Linked DNA regions of Macaca mulatta: region 1 is linked to region 2. Evidence: chromatin contacts called from public Hi-C data. All regions are on one chromosome and are shown on one strand. The core of a region is the stretch at or near the end of the contact, and the rest is flanking DNA. Distances in the headings are between cores, read along the strand shown. Region 1 overlaps CNTFR (ciliary neurotrophic factor receptor). Region 2 holds the start of CNTFR (ciliary neurotrophic factor receptor).

Evidence for each region. A called contact is a pair of places that touch in the nucleus more often than the background predicts.
Region 1: a contact with region 2 is called in a Hi-C map of fetal cortex germinal zone, with 6 times the contacts expected there. The contact joins the enhancer-like site here to the promoter of CNTFR in region 2. A contact is called at or near these places in 5 of 14 Hi-C or Micro-C datasets (cortical neurons, fetal cortex germinal zone, fetal cortical plate and 2 more).

What each region holds. Positions count from the first base shown.
Region 1 is chr15:65,141,269-65,145,438 of T2T-MMU8v2.0, reverse strand. CNTFR (ciliary neurotrophic factor receptor) reads right to left here. Exons shown (of 10, transcript NM_001257683.2): 6 at 4,062-4,170; 7 at 2,785-2,948. Among named protein-coding and RNA genes, the nearest start is that of ENHO, 25 kb to the left of the region's middle. Within about 2 kb of position 1,783, at least 2 of the 40 cell types and tissues checked have an H3K27ac peak or open chromatin away from gene starts, as enhancers often do. A contact at or near this core is called in fetal cortex germinal zone, where this site is marked.
Region 2 is chr15:65,106,795-65,110,604 of T2T-MMU8v2.0, reverse strand. It overlaps CNTFR (ciliary neurotrophic factor receptor), which reads right to left and starts at 1,250. Exons shown (of 10, transcript NM_001257683.2): 1 at 1,145-1,250.

The DNA of each region.
Region 1 (4,170 bases), core at 534-3,033, 34 kb before region 2:
CTGACTGGAGCTAGGCTGCCTGAGTTTCAAATTTGGCCCCATCCCTTAGTAGTGAGGTGACCAAGTTACTTAACATCCTCACGCCTTGCCATCCTCATCTGTAAAACGGCATTCATGAGAGTATCCATCTCTTAGGGTTACAACGAGGACCAAGGCATGAGGACAGCATCAAACGCACTTCAGCCAGCGCTGTCATTACCATGGCTTCTGGTCAGAGCCCGGGTTCCCAGATGCCTAAGGCACCTACCAGCCTGGCCCCAGCTGAGCCTCCCCTCAGGAAGGCCTCAGTGTGGTTATCACCCTGCTGGGGCAGAAAGGGGTGGAGGACAGCCCCTGGGGCTGCAGGGCACAGAACAGCTGCTCCATTTCCTCCTGGAGGCATCGCGACCCCACTCCTGCCCCGCTGGCCCCATCCTGCTGGTCTCCCCCAACCCTCCAGGCCAGGCTGCCTGTCCGGCGCCCCTTCCAGGCCCAGGCTGGGCTCTGGTTCATCTCAGCGGCACCCGCTGCCTCATTAAGCCGCCTCGTAAACAGGGGCAGCCGGCGGGGGCGGAGGAGGGGGCCGCTCTGGGCCACGTCTGGCTTCAGGGCTTTTTTGGTCCCTGTTCCAATCTTCCCCCAGAAAACTGGGGTCTGGGCTATCTGACCTGACAGGCTGTGAGCGCATGCACACATGCATGTATGTGTGTCTGGGCATGTGCTCAGCCTGTGGCCCTGATAACGGTGGTAAAGGTCAGGGTCATGGTGAGACACCTTTTAGGCCCAGACCCTGGGCTCAGTAAATCCTAATCTCAGCCCTGGAAGATTGGAGGGTCCCAAAGACCCTCTTCTCCTGGAGCCAGGGTCCCAGTTCTACCTCTGGTACCCCAGTCCCTTTCTGCTCGGCTCCTTCAGCTCTGTCTCCCTCCTGCCAGGATTAGACCGCAGACCTCCATGTCAGTCTCTCCCCACAGGGAGGGAGCCACAGGGAACAGATCAAATTGCCGCTTCATTGTGGGCTCATGGTGGGCACCATACCTCTGGGAATGTGGCCCCCAGGAGGTCAGTGCTCTCCTGGGGACCACATATCCTAGACCAGGATCCTTCTTGCGAGGTTATCAGTGATCCCTTCATCCTTCCTCTCAAGAAAAAGGCTTCTCAACTGGCAGGAACTCCCTAGTCACTGACATTGGCCTCCCCTGGGAGTCCTCCATGGTCTGCTGGAGCAGATGCCCGACACGCCTTCCAAGCCTCCCTGTCCACTTAGGGCCAGGGCAGGAGCTGCAGGGAACCCATGCTGGGTCCCCGTACTTGCCTCTCTCTTGTCCATGCTGAGACAGCCCCTGCCCAGGGCCCATTCTTTTGCAATTCCTGGTCTGGATTTTCCTCCTGAAAATCCAGGTGATGTTTTTCTCTGTTCTGCCCTTCTTGCCCCCTCCCAGTCATACACCTGCCTCTCCCCAAGGTCAAGGATTGGGGAGAATAGACTCTGTTCAGAGCAAAACTTCAGATGAAAAGAACCATAAATCTAACCAGCCCCAGTGCCACTGAGACACAGAATGGGGCTAGGATGAGCTACAGGCCATGCGTATTCTCACCATGGAGCCTGCACACTTTGCTCTTCCCACCTCAGTGTGGGGGTCAGTTTTGCGCACGGTCTTGGCATGTTAGTTGCATACACGTATGGCGTATGATTCCTGCTGGGAGCCGCGCGTGTGTGCATGTTCCCGTGTGTGTGGTGGGCAGTGTGCCAGGTCCACTGCAAGGCGTGTGCGCCGCGACGCGCGGGGCTGCTGCCTGTAGCTCGTTAGCGGGGGAGGGGGGGCTTGTGAAACTAGACCCTGGTTATTAGCAATGCATTAGGCGCGGGCAGCTGGCCAGGCGGGAGGGACTCCGGACTCTGTCAGGGAACATGTGAGTGCATGAGCAGGCTTTGTGGGGGACAGGCACCCAGGAATCGAATTACACGCTTTAAAGGCCAGACAGGATAGGGGCACGAGGAGCTGGAGTTGGAGCCTGGTAGATGAGGTGGGGGTACAAGTTGACCCCCAGGAACCAGCCTGGGTTGTCCCATGGAGCACCCTCCCAACCCCAGTCCTAGCCTACAGGCCTCATGGGCCACACAGAGTGCCCACAACCCTATGGGCCCAGGGTGCTCAAAGCAAGAGAACTCCAAGTCTGCCTCAAACCTCTGGCTGTTCCCCAGAGCTCTCTATTGTAGCTTGATCCAGACCATAGTCCGACCCCATACTGACTCTTGTCCACTGCTTGGTTCCCAGCCAGGCTACCTTCCAACTCATAGCCTCAAGCTGACCCCTAAGCTGGGTCTGACTTTGGAGTCCTGATGCCAGTCAGGGCCTAAACTCGCACCCTGGACCAGGCTTGATCCCACTGCCTGATCCTGACCCCTTGGGGCCAGCACAGGCCCAGAGCCTGGGCCAGAGTATAAAGAGGGAGATGTCTTTGAGGGCTGAAAGAGGGAGATGTCTGGTCAGGCTGAGGTAAGGAAAGGGAGCCTTGCCTGTCCTGCCCGCTATCTCCCTTCCTGCATTTCTCTCCACTACCCGGGGGAGCCACAAAAAGACATATGTGTTCCCAGTGCACTAACAGGGGTCACTGGGAACCCCTAAGGACACCTGCCTCAGCTCCATCCATTCTCCCAGGCCCACCTGGTCCCTTTTCCCCACAGAGAGCCTGACTCATCAGGTCTCACACTGGAGCTGCTGCCACGTGGGATATGGGTGCCACTCACTCCACATGATTCTAACTCAGGCACCCAGGATCTTGACAGGGCAGGGCACTCACATGCTGCCACTGGTCCAGGATGAGGGGTCGGTAGCGCAGAAAGAACTTGAGAGGAAAAGACTCAGGGTCAGGCCAGGTCGAGGGGATCTGCCATGTCACCTCCAGCCGGCGAGGGTTGCTGGGCACTGGCCGGGCTACCACATTTTCTGGAGGATCAGGCTTCACTGTTCAGGAGACATAGCTTCATTACTACACTCATCTCTGGCAACAACCCACTTTGTCAACTCCAGCCACCATGTTGACCCTCTCATATTGCCAACCATTGTCATCAATATCATAGTCACCATGCCTCTTCTCTATTGTCAATTCTGGTAGCTACCGTAGAAAACTATCTCATTACTTCCAAGTCTGACATCCCCATCATCACCAATGGCTGTCACTACAGTCACTGTCACCAACTCTTCATATCAACATCCCAAATTTCATCTCATCATCCCATCATCCCAACTCTATCCTCATACTGACCTGCATCCCAGTAACTAAGCCAATACGATGCCTCCATAGTTACCACTGTCACCCCCACTGTCACCTGGATTACCCCCTCCTACCCCAGCATCACACACTCCCCCAAGCCTGGTTTTTCACTTCAACTTTTCCAGTTCCAAACTAAGACCTGGGTCAAGAGTAAAAGAGTCCACAGGTGTTGCAGATCTGGAGGTAGGCTGGGGATCTGATGGGAGTGCCTAAGGGCCCAGCTTATGTAGAAATACTCTGGCTAGGGATCCAGTCATGGGGTCTGGGGAGAAGACAGGGGCAGGCAGAAGATCTGGCTGGGGCGGAGGAATAGCAGGCAGAAAGCCTGCCTGGAATAGGGCAGGGGCAGGTAGAGGGACTAGCTGGGATGGGGGCGTCAGGGGGAGGACGGTATCTGTCCCAGTCCTGTCTCCTGTTCTGACACCTCATTCATCACAGGCCGTAAGGAAGCCATTAGAGTTGGGCGGGGGTGGAGGCTGCAGCTGCACAAGGGTCTGGCCCAGCCTGCCCCCGCTTCCCCCTGCTGCATGTTCTGGGAGCCAGAAAAATGATCAGAAGAGCTGCTGTACAAGTCTCTCAGCCCTTCAGGTAAAGGACATTCACTTACACATTCACAGGTATATATGTCATGCATATATGTGCACATATATGCGCACTGCACATACTTGTGCAGAGGCATGTACATGCCATGTATACATATGCATGCATGTGGACATCCCCACCAATGTTCATGTGCCTCTGGCACATATCCACTTACATTCCCACTGGAGTAGGCAGCAGGTTCCCCCAACCACCACACTTACCAATGGTGAACTCGTCAAAGGTGATAGCTGTGGCATTGTGGCCCAGGGCATTGCTGACACTTATGGAGACCTTGTACTTGATGGTGGAGAACAGGTGCATGTAGCGAAT
Region 2 (3,810 bases), core at 1-2,500:
AATTACAGATGCACAGACACACCCAGCATTTCAGACTCACCACCTCAGTGATCACAGCCACACAAACACACCCAGTGACACAGACACAAATTCACCAAGTATTACAGGCAGAACAACTAGTGTAACAGATACACTCCTACAGCGGCATGCAGACACACACCCAGTGTTGCAGACAAGCTGCCAGGCACACAGACACACACAGACGCTTCTCAAAGAGACAGACTAGACGTAAAGAGAAAGAAAATCCTGAATTTTCAACAAGGCGTGAAATAGTCCTGCCCGCCTGAAGCTACTGGAGGGGGGAGGGGGACAAGGGAGCCAGCGAGCTAACGGTGGAGGAGAGGCTCGGGAGAGAAGAGGAGCCGAGAGGGAGAGCTGTCCGTCTGGTGACCTCCCCACGGCCCAGCCCCCACGCACGCGGAGATACACTACTCGGAGCAACACAGGGACACCCAGGCTGGCTCACACTGAGCCGCACTGGAGGAGACACACACGAGCAGACTCACAAAGAGACACTTGGGGATACACCATAGGCAGACTCACACAAGCCAGGAAGACTTACAAAGAGACACACTGGAGGAGACCCACTACATGGAGATACATCCAGGCGGACTCAAGAGAAAATCATGAGGAGGCCGACCGACACACACAGACACATGCATACACACACACGCGCGCGCGCGCGGATTCACACGGACACACATGCACTGGCAGACGCGCAACCGTCCGTTCGTATCCCCGGGCGCTCTGAAGTCCAGATTTCTGCCCGAGAAAGAAGCCACCTTTGGGCATGCAGAGGCCACTACGAACCCCCGAAGCCCAGGAATTTTTCCAGACCCCGCGTGTGCAGCTGAGGGGTGGGGAGAACAGGGACACTAGGACAAACCGCCGGAGCCACCTCCCTCTAGTCGACAGTCCGGCCCCACCACCACCACCACGCCCAACCCCCGGAGCGCCCGGACGTGGGGGTTCGCTTCTCCAGCGCCCCCGCCCCCGAGTTTGCAGGCAAAGTTTCTCGTGAACTTTCCGGTCGCCCTCGGCCGTAGGCCCACGGGTGTCCCCTCACTCTTCCCGCGCGCACGGTCTGTCGGTCAGTCCGGGCTCTGAGGGTCTGGCCGCGCGCACTCCGCCGCAGGGTACTCACCGCGCCCTCGGGCTACCCAGGCTTCGCGCTGCGCCTTCCGACCGCCCCCGGCAGCGAGCGAGGCAGGGAGCGCGAAGCTACCACCGCCCGCCGGATCCCACCGCCGAGCCTCGCGCCGCGCCGGCTGGAGCCGCCGCCTCCGCTGCCGCCGCCGCCCGCTCTGCACCGGCTCTTCAGCGCTCGGCGGCTTTAACCCCCCCATCCTCCTCCCTCCCTCGCGGGCTCCCTCCCTCCTTCCCTCGCCCATGTGACCGCGGGCGCCCGCTCGGCCGCGCGCGCCCTCGCTCCCCTCCCCCTCTTGCCTTGTCTCTCCGCGGCCGCGCGCCACGACCCCTCCCCGCCACGGGCCCCGCGCGCCCCCGCCTTGGCACGCTCTCGCTCCTGGCACACGCGGCCCGCTCGCCCTGCGCGGGCCTGTGAGCCCCCACTCCCACTCGCCCGGCACTGGCACGCGCTCTGGCCCCCCGCTGGCATACTCGCCCGCACTGGCACGCGTGGCCCCCTCGCGTTCACCCTTTCTCGGGCGCGCCCTCCAGACGGCTGTGGTCCCCGTGCTTCACGCGCAGCCCCGGCCGCGGGTCTCGCAAACGCGCGCGCGCGCACACACACACCCACTCCGCCCGCTCCCCTAGGGCGGCTGGGCGCGCACCCACCCCCGGGATCGCTCCTTCACACTCACTCTCCCTCTCAGTCTTGGCCAGGTCTCTCCTGCGCACACTCCCGCACGTTCAGGCCCTGACGGCCTTGCACCGACTCCCTGGCACACCCCGGGCCAACTCTCGGGGTCCTCCCTCCGGCGTCGCCGTGAGAGGAACGCGAGCCAGAACCCCCAACCCCCACTTTGGGCAGAAGAAGCCAGCCGGCTCCGCCCCTCCCCTATTACTACTGCCCCCCGCAACGACTCCCCTCCCGGTCACCCCCTCGCGCGGGGGAAAAGGGCTTCCTTGACCGGGGACGGACCCAGCCGGGAGCCCAGGCCCATGCTTCCCATGTCTCCTATGACACCAACACCACTACTAGCATGTTCCTCGTGCTCCGAGGACACACAACCGGGGGAGAAGCCTCCACTGGAATGAAGGGGTAGGGAGGGTGCACCCTCAATGCCGGGCACAGGCACACCCCTCGATAGGAGGCTTACTCCTTTCGCAGCCTGGGCCTCTGAGGGGCCGGGGTGTTCACTGCACTCGCCCCTGGGCCTCCGGTCTGGCTGCAACATAGGAGAGTAAGGTTAGACAACCTGACCAACTTCTGAGGCCACGTGAGAGCGCAATGGAGTGGCAATGGCAGAGGCGGAGACCGAGAAGGCCACCCTCGTCTCCACCCCTTGGATTTTTCACCTGACCCTTGACCCATAATCCTGGGCCCTGCCCCTCCGGGGAGCTGCTCTAGGGCTGAGGGCGAGGAGAAGGGAGGGAAATGTCTCGCTCTTTCCTCACATCCTACCCCAGTAGGCTGCCTAGAACGCCCGGGCCCTTTCCCAACAAATGCCTCAGGGACTCCCACTGCAGAGGAAAATCCTTCTTCCCGCCACGGCCTGGGCTTTTCACTTTCACTTCCGTGGCCACAGAATCCCCTCTCTACAACTGGCAGGGGTCGGCATGGGCTGGAGCTCAGAGACGGCCAGCTAGGACTTCAGGACACACAGCAAACTAGCTGCGCCCCGCTGAGGGCCAGCGCACAGCCGCCCACCCAAGGTGTCCTATCCTCGGGCTCTCCGGGCCGCCGGCCTCCTGCTTCCCGGGCCGCAGACCAGGATTAGACTGAGGACGCGGGGAAGGAAGGGGGCGGTGCGACGGGATCTTGAGAGGAGCAGGACTTGCCCCTGCCCCTGCGGCGAAGCTCTAGGCCCTGGCAAGGTTCGGTACACCGGGGGCCGCTCCTCCCCAGGGGGCTGACCGGACTGGGCGCTCTAATCCAACAGGGGAGGGGCGAATGGGGTGAAAATTGGCGAGTGGTTTGGGGAACGGACTTGACCTCCAGATGCTCCGGTGTCCCTGGCTCAGCCTCTTTCTGCCAGGTTGGGAGCAGTCGGGAATTCTGTCCCAGTCCAACGTCCCCCTCGTCCCCCTCGGCCCTCGGGGACGCAGAGGCTGCAGTATGCAGAGCCGCAGTCCACGGCTGCGGGGACAAGATCCGCACTGGGCGTCCGGAGTCCTGGAAGTGGACGTGTGGGTGTCAGAGGATAAAGGAAGAGACGCACGTCGGACCTCTGTCCAGGCGTCAGGCCGGTCAGCAGCTCCTCCCGGCGCGGGACCCAGCGGCCTCGAGCGCTTCCCCGGGGCCGAAGCGACACCTGGCGGACGGTGCGGGACGTGCGTTCCCCTCTGGCTCCTGCTCCGCGCTGAGGCCTGGGCCACCTACTGAACACCGGGTGCTACCACCTCTCCACACCGCCGCCACCCGGCTCACAACCAATTTTCCTCCCCCCGGAGCTGGGTCAACAGACTAGTCGTGGTTTCCGCTCCTGCCGCCTCTGATGCCCTACCTAGCCAGTAGCCTTTGAGCTTGTAAGCCTCAGTGCTGAACCCTCCCCACCGCCTTGGGAGCAAAGTTGAGTTTCTTAGGTGGGGCTTCAAAGCCCTGCAGGATCTGGCCCTGCCTCCTCTCCAGCTTTATTAAGCGCCCCTATTCCCGGCCTCCCCAGCTCTGCGCCAGCCCCCTTCTGT